Regions from separate parts of the Mus musculus genome. Here regions 1, 3, 4 and 5 are each linked to region 2. A link is a contact called in public HiCAR-type and promoter capture Hi-C data. All regions are on one chromosome and are shown on one strand. The core of a region is the stretch at or near the end of the contact, and the rest is flanking DNA. Distances in the headings are between cores, read along the strand shown.

Region 1 (2,784 bases), core at 262-2,761, 2.5 Mb after region 2:
TGGAATTATATGTTACTCACAGGACTCAAAGCTAGTGACATTCATTCCAAACTATAAAAAAACATTCTTTAATTTAAAAAGAATATACCTTGGATGGGTGTTTGTAAGGTGCGGGAAGATCCACACCACAGAATCTTAAGATGCATCTTGGACAGGTGCCAGAACTGAACAACAGCTGTGCCACGTGCTTGTTCTCCTCAGTCAGTGGAAGCATACTAGAAGAAACTAAAATGAGCACTTTCAGTATTCTACAGCTACGTGCTGTATTTATGTCCTTAAAAAGAAAAGCTTTCATTTGAAAAATTCTATTTTGTACCCTTCAAATACTGCTTGTCATATCTATATTCTAAAATATGAACTTGACTAAGTGAGTATGTGGATTACAGGGGAGAGGAACAAAGAAAGACAAGCTTGCTCTGGACATGACATTAAAAACTTTCCGATTCCGGGACTTGGGACCACTCAGGGTTGCCTGTGTAAACCTTTCAAGGAAGTACTTACAATATGGGAATATACTCTATTAAAGAAAAAAAAATCAAGAAACTCCATGTGGCCAAGTATTTATTTCAGTTTCATAATCCCGTCTATCAGTTCACTTAACCTATTAATTTAATGTTAAGTAAAGAGTCTATGAGGAGTTGGAAATAATTATGTAAAAATGCATCTTCTTGCCAGGTGTAAGCGCTCACGCTTATAATTTCAGTACACAAGAAACAAGAAGATCTCCATGAGTTCAAAGCTAACCTAGGCTAAATAGAGAATCAAAGCCAGCGGGGGAGAGGGGGGTAGCTGAAACAGTCTTGAGTTTCACACCATAAGATCTTTTTTAATGCATTTCCTCCTGCACAGGCATAGTTCGTCCTCTGGCATGGGAGTAGGGGAAAGGTAAGGGGAAAGCTCTGTTCTGGCCAAACAAGCCCTTAACTCTATGTGCTGAGGTTCTAGAAACTTACCACTCACTCCACCTGACTAACAAACAAAAGGGACTGCAGCTACGCCTCTTCGACACCCAGTCCCTAACCCCTCACCTCGTACTTCCTAGGCCTTACCTTCTCCCAAGATGCCGCAGCCGAGTCTTAACCCTTTTCGGCCCTGGGTGGGAACGGGGAAGAGTAAAGACAGCGCACCTACTGCGCTCAGCCGTTGTGTTCCCCAAGAAAACCAGAGCTTTACAACGAAAGTACCAGGCCCCTCACGAGAGGAATGCAGGAACCCCCTCGTCTTACACGGTGACCTGTAAGGCTGTCCGCCTGGCAGCCTGCACTCCCCCTAGCTCTACGAACGAAAGACTGCGAGGGGCTTTACTGCTAGCCTTAAAGGGTCGGCCGGCAAAGGAGCCTCCGACGGACTCGGCACCTAGGTCGTAGTAGCTGCTGCCAGAAACGTCGATGAGCCCCTACTCAAATTTGAAACCCAGACTAGGGAAAAGAAAGAGGGACGTCCCGCTCTCCCGACTCCCGACCCCCTCCCACACCCCAGCAAATTAGCTGTTCCCTTCCTCCTTCCTCCAGCTTCGCCTGACCACACGCCTTGGCCTGACGTCAGGCGTGGGCGGGGCGGAGGGCTCGGTGTTCTGCCTGTCGTGCCTGGCAAGCGAGGCGCTCCTTCACCCAGCCGTCGCAGTCGCTTCCCTGAGCCGGAGCGGAGCTGGCGGAGAGATGGCCTCCCAGCCGCCGCCGCCCCCCAAACCCTGGGAGTCTCGCAGAATTCCCGGGGCCGGCCCCGGGCCGGGCTCCGGCCCCGGCCCCACTTACCAGTGAGTGTGAGGTGTTTGGGCCGCGACTTTGGAGGCCAGAGCGGGGACTTGGCAGGAGGCGGTTGAAGCCGTTATTGGGGGGAGGCGTCGCTTCCCGCTGCCGGCCCGGGGCGAGTGCAGAGCGGGTCTGGAGTCTGCTGGCTGTACGACCGCCCGTTCTTCCCCCGGGCGCCCCGCCGGCCCCACGGATGCAGGAGCTAGAAAGAAAAGCGGCGCTTCCCTGCCTTTTCGCTTTTGCGGGACATGGGGGGGCGGGACAGCCTGACCCGCTTCAAAGCGACGAGCTTGGGTCTGCTGCCGAGCGCGACGTTGGCCCAGCCAGGACAAGGATAGAGAGCAAAAGTCATGGAAAAGCTTTACAGCCTCTCCAGAAGTTGGTTGAACGACCCAAAGGTCACGTTTACGCAACATGGAATCCAAGCTCTTACCCTTGGCTTTCTTTTCTAGCATAACTTAACGTTTAGGTTGAGGGTTGAAAGAATTCTAAGACAGGAATTCGAGGTCTGTGGGTAGCCTTTGTGTACAAAATTGTGTGTGTGACTGTCGTCTAAGGCCTATAAAGTTTTTATTTGCTTTGATTTAAATCAGTAACAAATGGGTCTGCAACTTTTAAAAATTTAAAACAGAATTAGAGTTTCAGGAACCTGTGTTTTCTTTGGATAAATAGATACCTTAATCCAGGCGACATGATTTCAGAGCAAGTTTGTACGTTTTCCTGGCGCGTAAAAATCTCTGTACGTTGGAGTACTTTTCTCTTATTGGAAAATCTGGTGCTCTTTTAAAAGTACTAAAACACTTGGGCACAGTAACTAATAGATACAATTAGAGTGATAAGCTGTATTTTTCGTGTTAAAGCAACACTTATTGGTGATACTTTCATTAGAATGTTTCTAAGTGTGTTCTTTGCTATCCCGTTAAACTTCTCTGAACATTACTTAGCCTTCTGGGTTTGTTGTTGTTTTGTTGTATGTGCCTTAAATTTTATGATTGTTTTCTGTACCTGTTTATATTTGTTTTACTAATGGTAT
Region 2 (2,700 bases), core at 44-2,543:
ACTGTGGTGAGATTGTTAACAACCATCATATGTAGGGGAAAATGATTCCAACTTGGGATGAATCTTTCTGAAAGAATGGATTAACGTAATGCGTGCTGGGGGCTTTCTCCTTTCTTGACAATATGATTTCATCTACTTTTAGTCCAAATGCTTACCTGCCTACTAACTGATCATAGGGTTAGGACATGGAAAGCAACTAACCAAATAAACATTATTTGTTTGTCTTGATTGGATATGGCTCTTGTCCCCATATAATCTGTATGTTATCTGTAAATGTCTGATCCAAACTTATGGGCGATATTTTTGAGTCCTCTATAGAAAAAAAAAGAAACATGGGTAAGGCAGTAACTTTTTGTAATGAGACTGATACAAGAATAACATAAAAGGTGGATTTTACAGCAAGATATGGATAATAATTCGAACACTGAAAGGTTTTGGTCTCAACATTGTAGTATGGATAGAAGTGAGAATGGAAGACTAGCCTTTTCAATGAGGCCATAAGCCTAGACATAAATTTCTTTCAGATTTATTTCCCCAAATTTATTTATTTATTTCCCCAAATCACATCACTCTAAGCCAACTAATGTCTGTATTAACTATAGTCAAAACTAGTATTTAATGCACACTTAACCAGATATGGAACATGGGCTTAAGTTTTTCTTCCCATACTAACATATGTTTCTAAAGTTTTAAACTCATTCTATACTTGGACAATAGTGTCCCAGGCACTAGTACTTTCAGAAATGGCAAGCTGAGCCCTCAAGCTCCTGTGGGACTTCCCATGGTCTAGTTTGAATTTTGTTTTGTTTTGTTTTGGTGGAGTTGAAGTAGCTCCAGAAGGTCACTTGGAGTGACCATATGCCCCTTGGTTCAGCAGTCCTTCCATAGCCTGACAGGACTTATATTTGAGGTTTTCGAAGTAAACGTAGATAGTTCCTGTGGAGTCCATATGTGCCAGAGAACTTGGGTGGCTAAGAATTTGGCGGGAAGAAAGGGGTGAGCAGAGGTACATGTTCTGGCACTTTCCACGGAGGCTACTCTCCTGCGTGGGGGAGGGTGAGAAGCACCCACCCCCACCCCCAGCAAGTACACCTCAGCCGAGATTTGGGGATCGCCTCACCTGTATTTACAAACCCACCACCGCGTTCCCCGCACCGTGCACCCGCAACTTCGCCTTCCACAGCTAGCCGCAGCAGAGCCGAACAGACCGAGAGGGAAAGACAGACAAATCGGCGCGAGCGAGCGCGGGGACCGGGCAGCGGGGAGCGCGAGCGCGGGACGAGCGCGGGTTCAATTAGCGAAACAAAGCAATCATGGCGGAGCGAGCACACCGGGCTGCGCGCCCCGAGGACTCGGCGACCGCCCCGCGCCCTGGCCGGTAAGTGACGCGGCGCCACGCGGCCTCCGCGCTCGCTCCCGCCGCCCGCGCCCCCGCGCCGCCCCCGCCTCCGCCCCGCGCAGCTGGCGCCGCCGCCGCGAGGCCCTGCGACCGCGGGCGCCCTGGGCCCTCCGCCTCCGCAGGGGCTCGCCTGCCCCTGCTGTTCCGCCGTCCCCGCCGCCCCGAGCTGTGGCCCGGAGCCCGCTGAGCGCCGCTGTACGCGCAGGGTGCCTGCACCCCTCGGCTCGCCGCCCCCACGGCGGCCTCCCTCTGGCCTGATCCCCGCCTCCCGTCCCTAATCTGGCCCCCTCGCTTCCCCTATTTCCCTCGCGTCCCCCAAACTGGCCTCGGGCCTGAGTGGGTGCAAGCAGTCACCGCCCACTGGCCAACCAAAGAAGGACTCTGCACCCTCGCCTCTGTGGCCCCAGGGTTCACTTTTCCAACCAAGGGACATAACTCTTGCTCCTGCCCAGGCTCTTAGGCTAGTGTCTTTGTGAGGAGGTTGGTGCAGCCCTTTTAGAAGATAGGAAAACAAAGGCGACAGGTAGGGAAACATACAAGGCGCTGTCACCAACAACGGAGAGGCTCTCTGTTCTCAGAAAAGAGGGTTTTCTTTAAGGAATCCTTCAAGCACCGTGCGTATAGCTGACATATCTCCTGTTTAGAGATAAAAAGCAATCCTTGGGTCTGTCAAGCTCTCAATTTTCCTGTCCACAGACCCCATTTAATGTTTAGTGGGTCCAGTTGTTTGCCTTTTTCCTTTTACTTGTTCAGCCTTTTCGGGACCTTAGTTAATCCTGTGCCTATCTCTGTCCTGTTTGGGGGAGAAATGACAGCGGATGGTGTCTGCTGGGCAGAGAAGGGCATCTGTTTGCTTCTATGTGTCTTTTGAGTCTGACATCTCACTGCTGACAGGTTACTCTGCAGATTATGGAACAGTGAATTGCTTTATCATCCAGAAAGAAAATGCTGATGACGTTAAAATAGTCTTGTATTGTTATTGCAATTGCATATAGTTTTTTTTTTTTTTTAACAAATAAGATCCAATGGAATTAATCATTTATTTTTGCTGGGGATTGAACCCAGGGCCTTGTGCATACTACTCAAGTGCTCCTCCACCCCTGAGCTATACTCCAAGCCATAAAGTGTCTAATCATAATTTTTATTACACTTCTTGCTGGCCCATCTGGAATAAGACATAGTCTAATCCCCCCCCCCTTTTCTCTTGAAGGTGGCAAAAATTCTAATTGATACTCATTTAATAGATTAACTTGCAAAAATCATATAAAGGTTGAACAAAGCAACCATGCATGCTTCAGCCA
Region 3 (2,700 bases), core at 116-2,615, 2.2 Mb after region 2:
GCTCTAAAGGGCAGTGTGGTGAACACTGTGGAGATTCTCTTCATGTTAAAATGGTCACATTTGAGATATTTTGGGTAAAGCCAAAAACAGTATTAAAATTGATTTTTATCAGTTTATGTTGTTAAATATGCCTTCCAGAAAACCTAAAACAACTAAATTGAATGGTTCATCTAGAGAGCACTAGCTCCTGTTCGCACCTGGCCCCTTCTTCTCCATGCTTCTCTGTCTCTCTGTCTCTGTCACCCTAACCCCCACCCCTGACAGTCCAAGAAGACCTGAAATCACAACCATCTCCATGAAGTCCCTGAAGAAGCAGTTTCTCTCTGCCAAGCTACACAGGTCCTGGCAGCGGGGCGAACTTTGCTGCCCTCTGCTGGTCACACTGTAATTCCGTGAACTCAAGCAGCATTCATCTCCTGGCTGGCATGGCTTTTCCTGCGCACTTTTCTGATTCTCTTCCCCCTATTGTTAGCATCTTAAGTTTAAGTATAGTGGTGATTGGCTGAACAGATGGCCCACCAGGTAAAGACAGCAAGCTTAAACCCACATAGCTGAAAAGCATATTCCATTCCTGTAAATTATCCTCAGACCTCCACACACAAACACTCCACACACACACACACACACACACACACACACACACACACACACACACACACACAGATTTATAAGGAAATAAATTTCAAGTAAGAAAATAAATGGGTGGTGTGTCTAGAAAAAGAGACTCTATCTTTTAAAAAAGAGTAGAGTTTTGGGGACAGCAGCTTTTTAGCTCTGTTTATGAGCCAGGCACGCCTATAGTCCTAGCACTGGAAGGCTTGCACAGTGGAGGATAGCCTCTGCTATGCAACATGATCAAAAACAAAACAACTTTTTAAAAAGCCATTAAGAATTCCTTGCAGGAAGACAAAGGTATCTTCTAGTGTCCGTACTCCTCACCAACGACTGCTATCCCCCATGGAATTTGTTTAATACAAGGATTAGCCACCTTTTCTACTGGAGATGGCTGGTTAGGTTTGGAAGCCCATGACTTCTTCTGGCAATACCAGGTTGCCTGCCCCACCCCGTGCCCTGCATCCCCCCACCCCCTGCAACACACACACACACACACCTTCAGAAATTCTGAAAATAAAACTTTGAAGCTGCACTTCTCAAATTTAAAGATGCCCATAGCCCATCTACGACCTTGGTAAATTTGAATCTAGTTACAATTGGTCTGGCTTTAGGCCTACCAGCCTAGGTAACAGGCTAACAGGCTCGCAGGTGATGCCCATGACCATACATAGGCAGAGTCCACGTGCACGGGTGCTCCCAGAACAGCACACCCACCCTATCTAGACACCCAAAGAGCTGTACTGTGATTGCTTCTGCCACGGCTGCTTGGGAACAAACTCAAACTGCCGTTGCTTTTGTCTGGAAAAGCAAGAATGCCCCCTTCTGACAGATCAAAATATTTACTGTAAGTGCTAAGGAAGGAAGAGTGTGGTCTGTCTCTTTCCAAAACCAATTTCTTTAGTCACTACTGATTAGAACATTTTCTTTTCCTAATAGACTAGCTGTTTAGCCTCATGTGTTGAAACCACACAGACACACATGCTAAAGAAAAGCAGGGGCATGAGCCAGGAAGGGGAACCCTCAGAGACTGTCCCAGAACGACAGAGAGACCATGGACTGGTTGCTCTTGAGAGCCGTCCACAATCTCTGGCTTTTAAACTCGGTTTCTGTCTAAATTCTTATACCTTTCCTGCCTTGATTCCTACCAAACAGATGGCATGGATGTCATCTCAGTCTGCTCTGCCCATGGTCATTAGACGCTCAGGAGGTAGAGCTGGGTCGTGTGCTTTGCTTAAACTCCACATTTGAAGCCCTTTAAATGGTGAACTGGATTCACCAAGGATATGCTTTCATTTCCAAGAATCCTGAGATGACTTCACAAACTAGGCCATTTTTAGATGCTTAAGATACTGCATTCCTGAAACAAAGCCCTTTGTGGGGAAAATCTTAAATGACCAAAAACACAGTGTACACATGAGATGAAGATCATCTGGCCAGTCTGTTTCTGGCTTAATATCTAAGGGATCGAGAATATGAGCCTACAGATCTGGGAGGTTGGTGTTGGGGGGGGGTTGTTTGTTTGTTTGTTTGAAGGCCAAGGACACGATACATCTTCAAAGTCAATGCCTTCCCACCCTCACCCCAGCATTTTCCAATGCTCCTCAATAGTTAGCTACATAGCTCTCATTAAAGTCGAATTTCCTTAGATGAGGAAGTCACTGAATGCCTAATCACACATGCAATGCTGAAAAAAAATATTAAGACTGCATTTACATTGCCAGTTTTCTTTCCCATTACACAACAGAAGATTTATCCCCCATCCAGCACGCAAGCATGGCTCTTGCACGCTTGCAGTTCCATAGGACATGTATTAGTACATCAGTCACTATTAGCACCAACCTTGACAATCTGGAAGTTATGCCTCTCTCGGTGTTATATATAGTCTTTCTTCTGGGCTAGAAACTGAACCAAACCAAAAATAATCACGAAATCCCACATCCTGGCTGTCACATACCCAGACGGGGTGACATTGCAACACCCCAGGGCCCCACAGATCTCCTGTGAGCTCTGTGGATTTCTGCCATGGGCTGCACCCACGCAACTATCAAATGCAACTCACTGGCAGGAAGCCCACTTAAACCTTTA
Region 4 (2,700 bases), core at 171-2,670, 3.0 Mb before region 2:
GCTGTTTCACTGAATTTCCTGTCTAACAAAACAAATTACAAGGACCCCAGAGAGACTTACCATACAAATGATATTTATCCTTTTCCTTTGACAAACCCTCCTCTTCATAATGTAGAAATAAATGCCTCTTAACTCCTAATGAGGGACTCTGCACTAGTACAACATTTGCCCAAAATGATCTAAGATTGCTATTCTTTTATTTCTTGAATGCATTAGCTGTTCCAGTTGGGCAGCTCTTGAGTATATATAAGTAGTAGCTTTTTTATTATGGCTGTCAGTTTTTAATATTAAAATGGTTTCTATGAATTCTGCAATCAACAAATACAACTTCACAGTCCGCTTTAGTTTTCTAACTTGCCGAGATTGTGGAACCCACTTTTTCACTCCCTACAACGGCAGCCTTGGAGGGATCAATCAATAAATATGTACGTGCTTGTGTGTTTCGTGGCAACAGTCTGTAGTAACTCCAAGAGAAAGTCCGTTTTAGTTTTCCCCAGCACCTGGCGATTGGAACAACTGAAACTTGTTTTTAAGGCAGAGTTTCTCTAAACCTTTTATGCTACATAGGTACAACCGACAGGACTGTACCTAAAGCGGCTCGGGAGTCGGGGGTCATCTCATGGGCGATATTCCTACCTGGTCTTCTACTGACTTCCCACTCATACATTCTAAACCTCAACTACCGGGTTGGGATGGGGGGGTGGGGGGGGGGGGAGAAGGAGTCAAATCCTCAATAGGGATGGAGGCGGAGAACTGCGAGTTCACGTCTGACAGAGAGTAAATCCAGGCCCAGCAGTTTGTTTTTATCGTAAAGAAGGGCAGGCTCAAGACCAATGCGCTGTCCCTAGTGGTGCTAGTCAGAATACAGTACCGGAGCGCAGCGCTTAACCCTCAGGTTGTGCCGCAACCGATGCACTATCCCCTACCCCACCGTTCCAATACCCTTACCGTCGGACTCGGCACGAACCAGCAGCGACATCCCCTTGAGCTCCTCTACGTAAGTGGAGGAGACGTGCCCGGTGCCTCGGTCGTCCCATTGCCGGTCTTCGTTAAGGGTATAGACCTTCACTCGCCTCCGTGTATCCGACATGGTGGCTTCTGGCCCCACCGTTCCAGCCGCCACCTCCTCGCTCACCTCGCCGGTATCCCTCACTCTTGAGAGCCGGTAGTGGCGGCAGCGGCGGTGGTGGCAGCGACTCTGGAGAGGCCCGAGTTTACCATGGCTCTAAAGGTTTAGCCGCGAGAAGGGGTGACCAGAGCCACCGAGAGCCCTCCGCTCGTGGTCTCCGCTACCCCTCCCTTCACCGCGGCGCACAACCACTCTCCCTTCCTTTTGCGTCCCGGAGCTCGCTCGCTCTCCCGCTGCCGCCGCCCGCCGCGGTTACTACTACAGATCCGCCATCTTGTAACCCGACTCTCTGCCTTTCTCTTCCTCTTCCAGCAGGTTCGTACGGGCTGCCCTAGCAGGGGCTACGGCGGCCGACGAGCCCAACGCACAGTACCTTTACCTCCGAACACACTTCCGGAGAGTCAGACCTCGGCGATCTCGCGAGGAGTGCGCCGCCGAGGTGAGCCGGCCAAGGAGGGACTTCCTCCTCTTTCGGCCCCGCTTCCTGATTCGGGAATCTCAGTTGGGCGGGGAAGTCCCGCGAGCTTTTCTACCTGCGCCGGGAGGAAGCGTGTGTAGAAGGTTGCCTTGGCGATGGAGTTGCCGAGTTGTTCTTCGGGATTTGTAGGGCTGATGTTGGTCATGTGGCGGGTTGTCAACTCTGGACTTGCTCTCAGCAGAACAGAGCCAGGCTGAGAAGTCCGAATGCGTGCACAGGACTAGAGTGAAGCCAAGTGTAGGGACTCAGGCTGACAGCCCGAAAAGGACTGAGACGGGGTGAGGGTGTTCGAGTCATTCGTGAAGACGATGGGAGGTCGAGCCTTCACCCACTAAAATCCGTTATAGAATCTGCGAGGCTTCTGCCGGGAAGGTGTTCCATGGCCACGATGAGCAGTGGGCGATCTAATGTTCCACAAACGCGTTGACAGTTCCTATTTCCCGCCGAAGCGTTCTTCCGTTAGCCGGGTACCACGGACCATTAAAAGGTTCAGAGAGACCGGCGGCAGCGACGAGGCAAGCACAGGCGTACAGCCTCACAATCCTCGGGGAGCTCTCAGCTTCATGTGCCGCAAGAACGGTTTCCAGCGTGAAGTTAACGTCGCTCAGAGCGTGACGCTCGCCCGAAGGCATCCGCTCCCAGCGTAGTTCTGCCGCCTCTCCGTTCTCTTATATGGTCCCTCAACTCTTGGCTCTAACCTGAAAGGTGAACACGGGGCAGGTGCACATGTTGATCCCGCGGTGTATTTCGGGAGTTGTAGTCATCACCATGCTTGTCAAAGTGTGCTTATGATTTGACGAGGTTAGGCGGCAACTCATGTTTAAAAGGGTGTCTTATGTACATAGTCGCTTGATTGAAAAGGATTTCAAAATTTGAACTATCATTGCGATTCTTTAAATGTATGAGGGACCAAGAAAATTAGCCTGGTCTGCTGTCATTTGCCTGTAACGACTGCATATGGAAATTGCAGCCTATGGTATGTAACAGGATTCTGCCTATGATAAAAGGACGTGAATCACTATACATAAGTCCCTGATAATCTGTGACTGATATGGACAAAATGTACTTTGAACCAGGGAAAATATGACTTGTT
Region 5 (2,700 bases), core at 168-2,667, 2.3 Mb after region 2:
TAAAATTGGGACTGTGAATAAGGCTCAGTGGATAAAGCTGTTTGCTGCCAAGTCTGAGGAATCAATTTTGATCCCAGCGACTGAAATGGTGAAAAGGGAGAACAGAACAGACTCTAGAAGTCATCCTCTGACTCCCTGCAGGCTAAAGTAAGTGTACTTTACATTTTTTTCTTAAAGAAAAAGTTCAAGGTTAACGTAAACTTTATTTTAAAGTTCTAGAAGTCACAAAGCTAGCAAATAACAAAGGTGGGTCTGCTTCGAATCAAATCCCAGTCTAGCGACCTCCTGAGCTCCATTTTGTCTTCTCATAACCTACCAAAATCTGTACTCCCAAATCCTGCTAATATACAGAATCCTCTCTTTTAGGAAGCTATTAGTGACTTTCCTCCATGTTTAGATGGTCCTCTTTTGGTCCCCCAATGACAACTGGACCCCATCTGTATTTAAATAGTGTATATATATATTTTCTCATCCACTCGCAATAAACTCTTGAGGATACGAATCTAGTTCCTACAGTGTGTAATACATACTTCTGCAGCAGCAGAATATCACTCATATTTGAAGTTTTTCTCCACCTTTTGATGGGAAAACTCTGAACTTGCTCAGGTCAAACCACAGACCTGCTTTTATGCATCAAACATGGAGCATAAACAAACTGACAGACCAGATTTTCAATAAATACTTTGAGTGAATAAATGAATAATTCAGAAAGTAACCTCCTTTCCCGTGACTGAGTCTCATTCCCCAAACAACCGTGCTTGACTCTTGGGAGAAAAAGACAGGGTTTGAAATTACTTTTATCCTTTAACATTTAAACATTGGTCATTTTCTCCCTCATTTTCACCGTCATAATCACACAGAACATGATTTTCACTATTTGAAAATGTGAGGTTTGGGGGCAGAGCGGTGGAAATCCTTGGGTTTATCTTACGGCTAACTAGTAGCAATTATGTTCAACATCTCAGCTAAATGCCACAAAGTCATAAATTGGGACTTGGAGGTGGTACTCCGAGGGAAAAGAATACAAGTTAAGCTGATTTATTTATAAGCTTTCTTCCCTGGATTGGTTGTGTTAAAGTCGCACCTTCTTGGGTGTGACCCTCGGTGACAAAAATCTTCTCAATGTGTACTTATTAAGTCTATGACTTTAAGATGTGGGATAACGGAAGAGTTAAAATGGTGTTAGGGAAAGCGGTGGTTTTTTTTCTAGATGCTTTTATTGCAGAAACAAGGGGAAATTGACAAATAACCTTCCCAGAGGTTTGCCTGAATTGACAATCCCACAGACCAGGGAGACCTGACACTCTGACAGATGCTTTTGCTGCAAGTCCGCTGAGGTGGGCGGGTCCCGGGAACTCAAGGCTGGGTGGGGGTGTGCCCGAGGGCGGGCCCAGGGCTGCAGGGCGGAGCCGCGGAAGGCGAGAGGCAGCCTGGGAAGTAGCGCCATATTGGCGGTGGCCGCGCTGTATTGTCATAAATAGAGCCGGTTTTGTGGTGTTTTCACTACTCGGTTGAATGCCTCGGCTGTAGAGAGTGGGGAAGTGAGCGAGCTACAAGCGAGCGAAGGGAATTGGACAGAGGAAGGAAGAGAGGGCAAGAACAGGACCCCAAAGCGAAAGACACTCGCTGGAGAGAGACGCAGGAAGCGATGAAAGAGATGTCTGCGTAAGTGGGGGCGGCGGTTGAGGGCGAGGTGGAGAGAGGTGCGCTGAGGTGGGCAGCCCCGGCTTCCAGCCCCTGCGCCTGGCACCCTGCGCAGCCGGCCGGGACCTCTGCTTTCCGCTGCCCTCCACTCCGCAAGGGCATCTCCCCTACCCGGGACTCACCTGGCCGCCCGGCGGGGATTCGGGAGTCGCCGTCAGCCCCCCGCCGCCCGCCTCTGAGGACGCCCCCAGACCAGGATGAGGGGGAAAGGCGCGTGTGGCTGAGGAGAAAAAACGGTCGGTCACTCTCCTGCCCCAGCCGTGTCTGAGCCCGTCTATTCTGTCTGCATTGGCGCAAATACCATCCCCCTGCCTCCCCTCCTCCCGGCCGGACCCGCTATCTTTCAGGTCTTTCGGAGAGGGACTGACCTAGCGGAGCCCCTAGGTTTGCGGTTGCTCCATGAGAAAGGCTAAACCCTCTACCCCGTTCCTTCCCACCGACCCACAATATCTACCGGGCTGTATCTATCCCCTGCTCACACTTTGATAAGTCGGAAGCAGTTTCTGTACTTGTCAAGAATTTATTAGAATTTCTTACCTTTCACTTTATCCGGAAATAATTTCAACGTACAGAAAAATGCACAGAAATACAAAACACCATTTGTGTAGCCACCACCCATTTTTCCCTAAGACTAACATGGGGTGTGTTCTTAGCTCTTTAACCTTTCTTTCTTGAAAAGAAGTCGAGCATTCCAATACATCTGAAGACTCGCCTATCCTTTCTCTGATTGCATTCACGACGCTCTTCCAAGGCCCCAGAGCACTGAGTTTGGTGTTTCTTGTTACTGCATTTTTAATGTTGATAGTACCTATCCCTGTATCCATAAAAACTGTGTACCTGTTTTAAACTGTTTATAGGGTATTTATTATCAGTTACTACTCTGTAGACTGGTTCTTTAGAACATGATCTCTCTGACCTTTTGCTATGTTAATATTTTCATTATTAGTTATTTTTTATTAACTAATGTATTCCGTTTATAAACATAGCCCAGTGTAG

What was found. Promoter capture Hi-C pulls out the DNA fragments that hold promoters and counts their contacts. HiCAR-type assays count read pairs that join an accessible place to other places.
Region 1: a promoter capture Hi-C map of embryonic stem cells shows a contact between it and region 2, with 9 times the contacts expected there. The contact joins the promoter of Pus10 here to the promoter of 5730522E02Rik in region 2. A contact is called at or near these places in 5 of 39 promoter capture datasets (cranial neural crest, embryonic stem cells, hippocampal neurons and 2 more).
Region 3: a contact with region 2 is called in a promoter capture Hi-C map of hippocampal neurons, with 17 times the contacts expected there. The contact joins the enhancer-like site here to the promoter of 5730522E02Rik in region 2. A contact is called at or near these places in 5 of 39 promoter capture datasets (cranial neural crest, hippocampal neurons, liver and 2 more), 1 of 15 datasets of contacts at CTCF or cohesin (large pre-B cells), 2 of 484 Hi-C or Micro-C datasets (both in cortical neurons) and 2 of 115 datasets of contacts at active chromatin or transcription factors (astrocytes and bone marrow-derived dendritic cells).
Region 4: a promoter capture Hi-C map of hippocampal neurons shows a contact between it and region 2, with 2.8 times the contacts expected there. The contact joins the promoter of Ppp4r3b here to the promoter of 5730522E02Rik in region 2. A contact is called at or near these places in 2 of 39 promoter capture datasets (hippocampal neurons and liver).
Region 5: a HiCAR-type map of astrocytes shows a contact between it and region 2, with 9 times the contacts expected there. The contact joins the promoter of Papolg here to the promoter of 5730522E02Rik in region 2. A contact is called at or near these places in 8 of 39 promoter capture datasets (cranial neural crest, embryonic stem cells, frontonasal cranial neural crest and 4 more) and 1 of 115 datasets of contacts at active chromatin or transcription factors (astrocytes).

What each region holds. Positions count from the first base shown.
Region 1 is chr11:23,664,719-23,667,502 of GRCm38.p6, reverse strand. It overlaps Pus10 (pseudouridylate synthase 10), which reads right to left and starts at 1,511. Exons shown (of 18, transcript NM_028304.3): 1 at 1,050-1,511; 2 at 89-225. The coding sequence starts at 214. It overlaps Pex13 (peroxisomal biogenesis factor 13), which reads left to right and starts at 1,620. Exons shown (of 4, transcript NM_023651.5): 1 at 1,620-1,756. The coding sequence starts at 1,659.
Region 2 is chr11:26,209,169-26,211,868 of GRCm38.p6, reverse strand. 5730522E02Rik (RIKEN cDNA 5730522E02 gene) reads left to right here and starts at 1,293. Exons shown (of 6, transcript NR_027973.1): 1 at 1,293-1,378.
Region 3 is chr11:23,977,191-23,979,890 of GRCm38.p6, reverse strand. No RefSeq gene overlaps it. Among named protein-coding and RNA genes, the nearest start is that of Papolg, 83 kb to the right of the region's middle. Within about 2 kb of position 1,365, at least 17 of the 459 cell types and tissues checked have an H3K27ac peak or open chromatin away from gene starts, as enhancers often do. A contact at or near this core is called in cortical neurons and hippocampal neurons, where this site is marked.
Region 4 is chr11:29,171,696-29,174,395 of GRCm38.p6, reverse strand. It overlaps Ppp4r3b (protein phosphatase 4 regulatory subunit 3B), which reads right to left and starts at 1,420. Exons shown (of 16, transcript NM_134034.3): 1 at 949-1,420. The coding sequence starts at 1,090.
Region 5 is chr11:23,893,987-23,896,686 of GRCm38.p6, reverse strand. It overlaps Papolg (poly(A) polymerase gamma), which reads left to right and starts at 1,417. Exons shown (of 22, transcript NM_172555.2): 1 at 1,417-1,665. The coding sequence starts at 1,649. Gm12061 (a long non-coding RNA gene) reads right to left here and starts at 2,435. Exons shown (of 4, transcript XR_872317.3): 1 at 2,242-2,435; 2 at 1,827-1,924.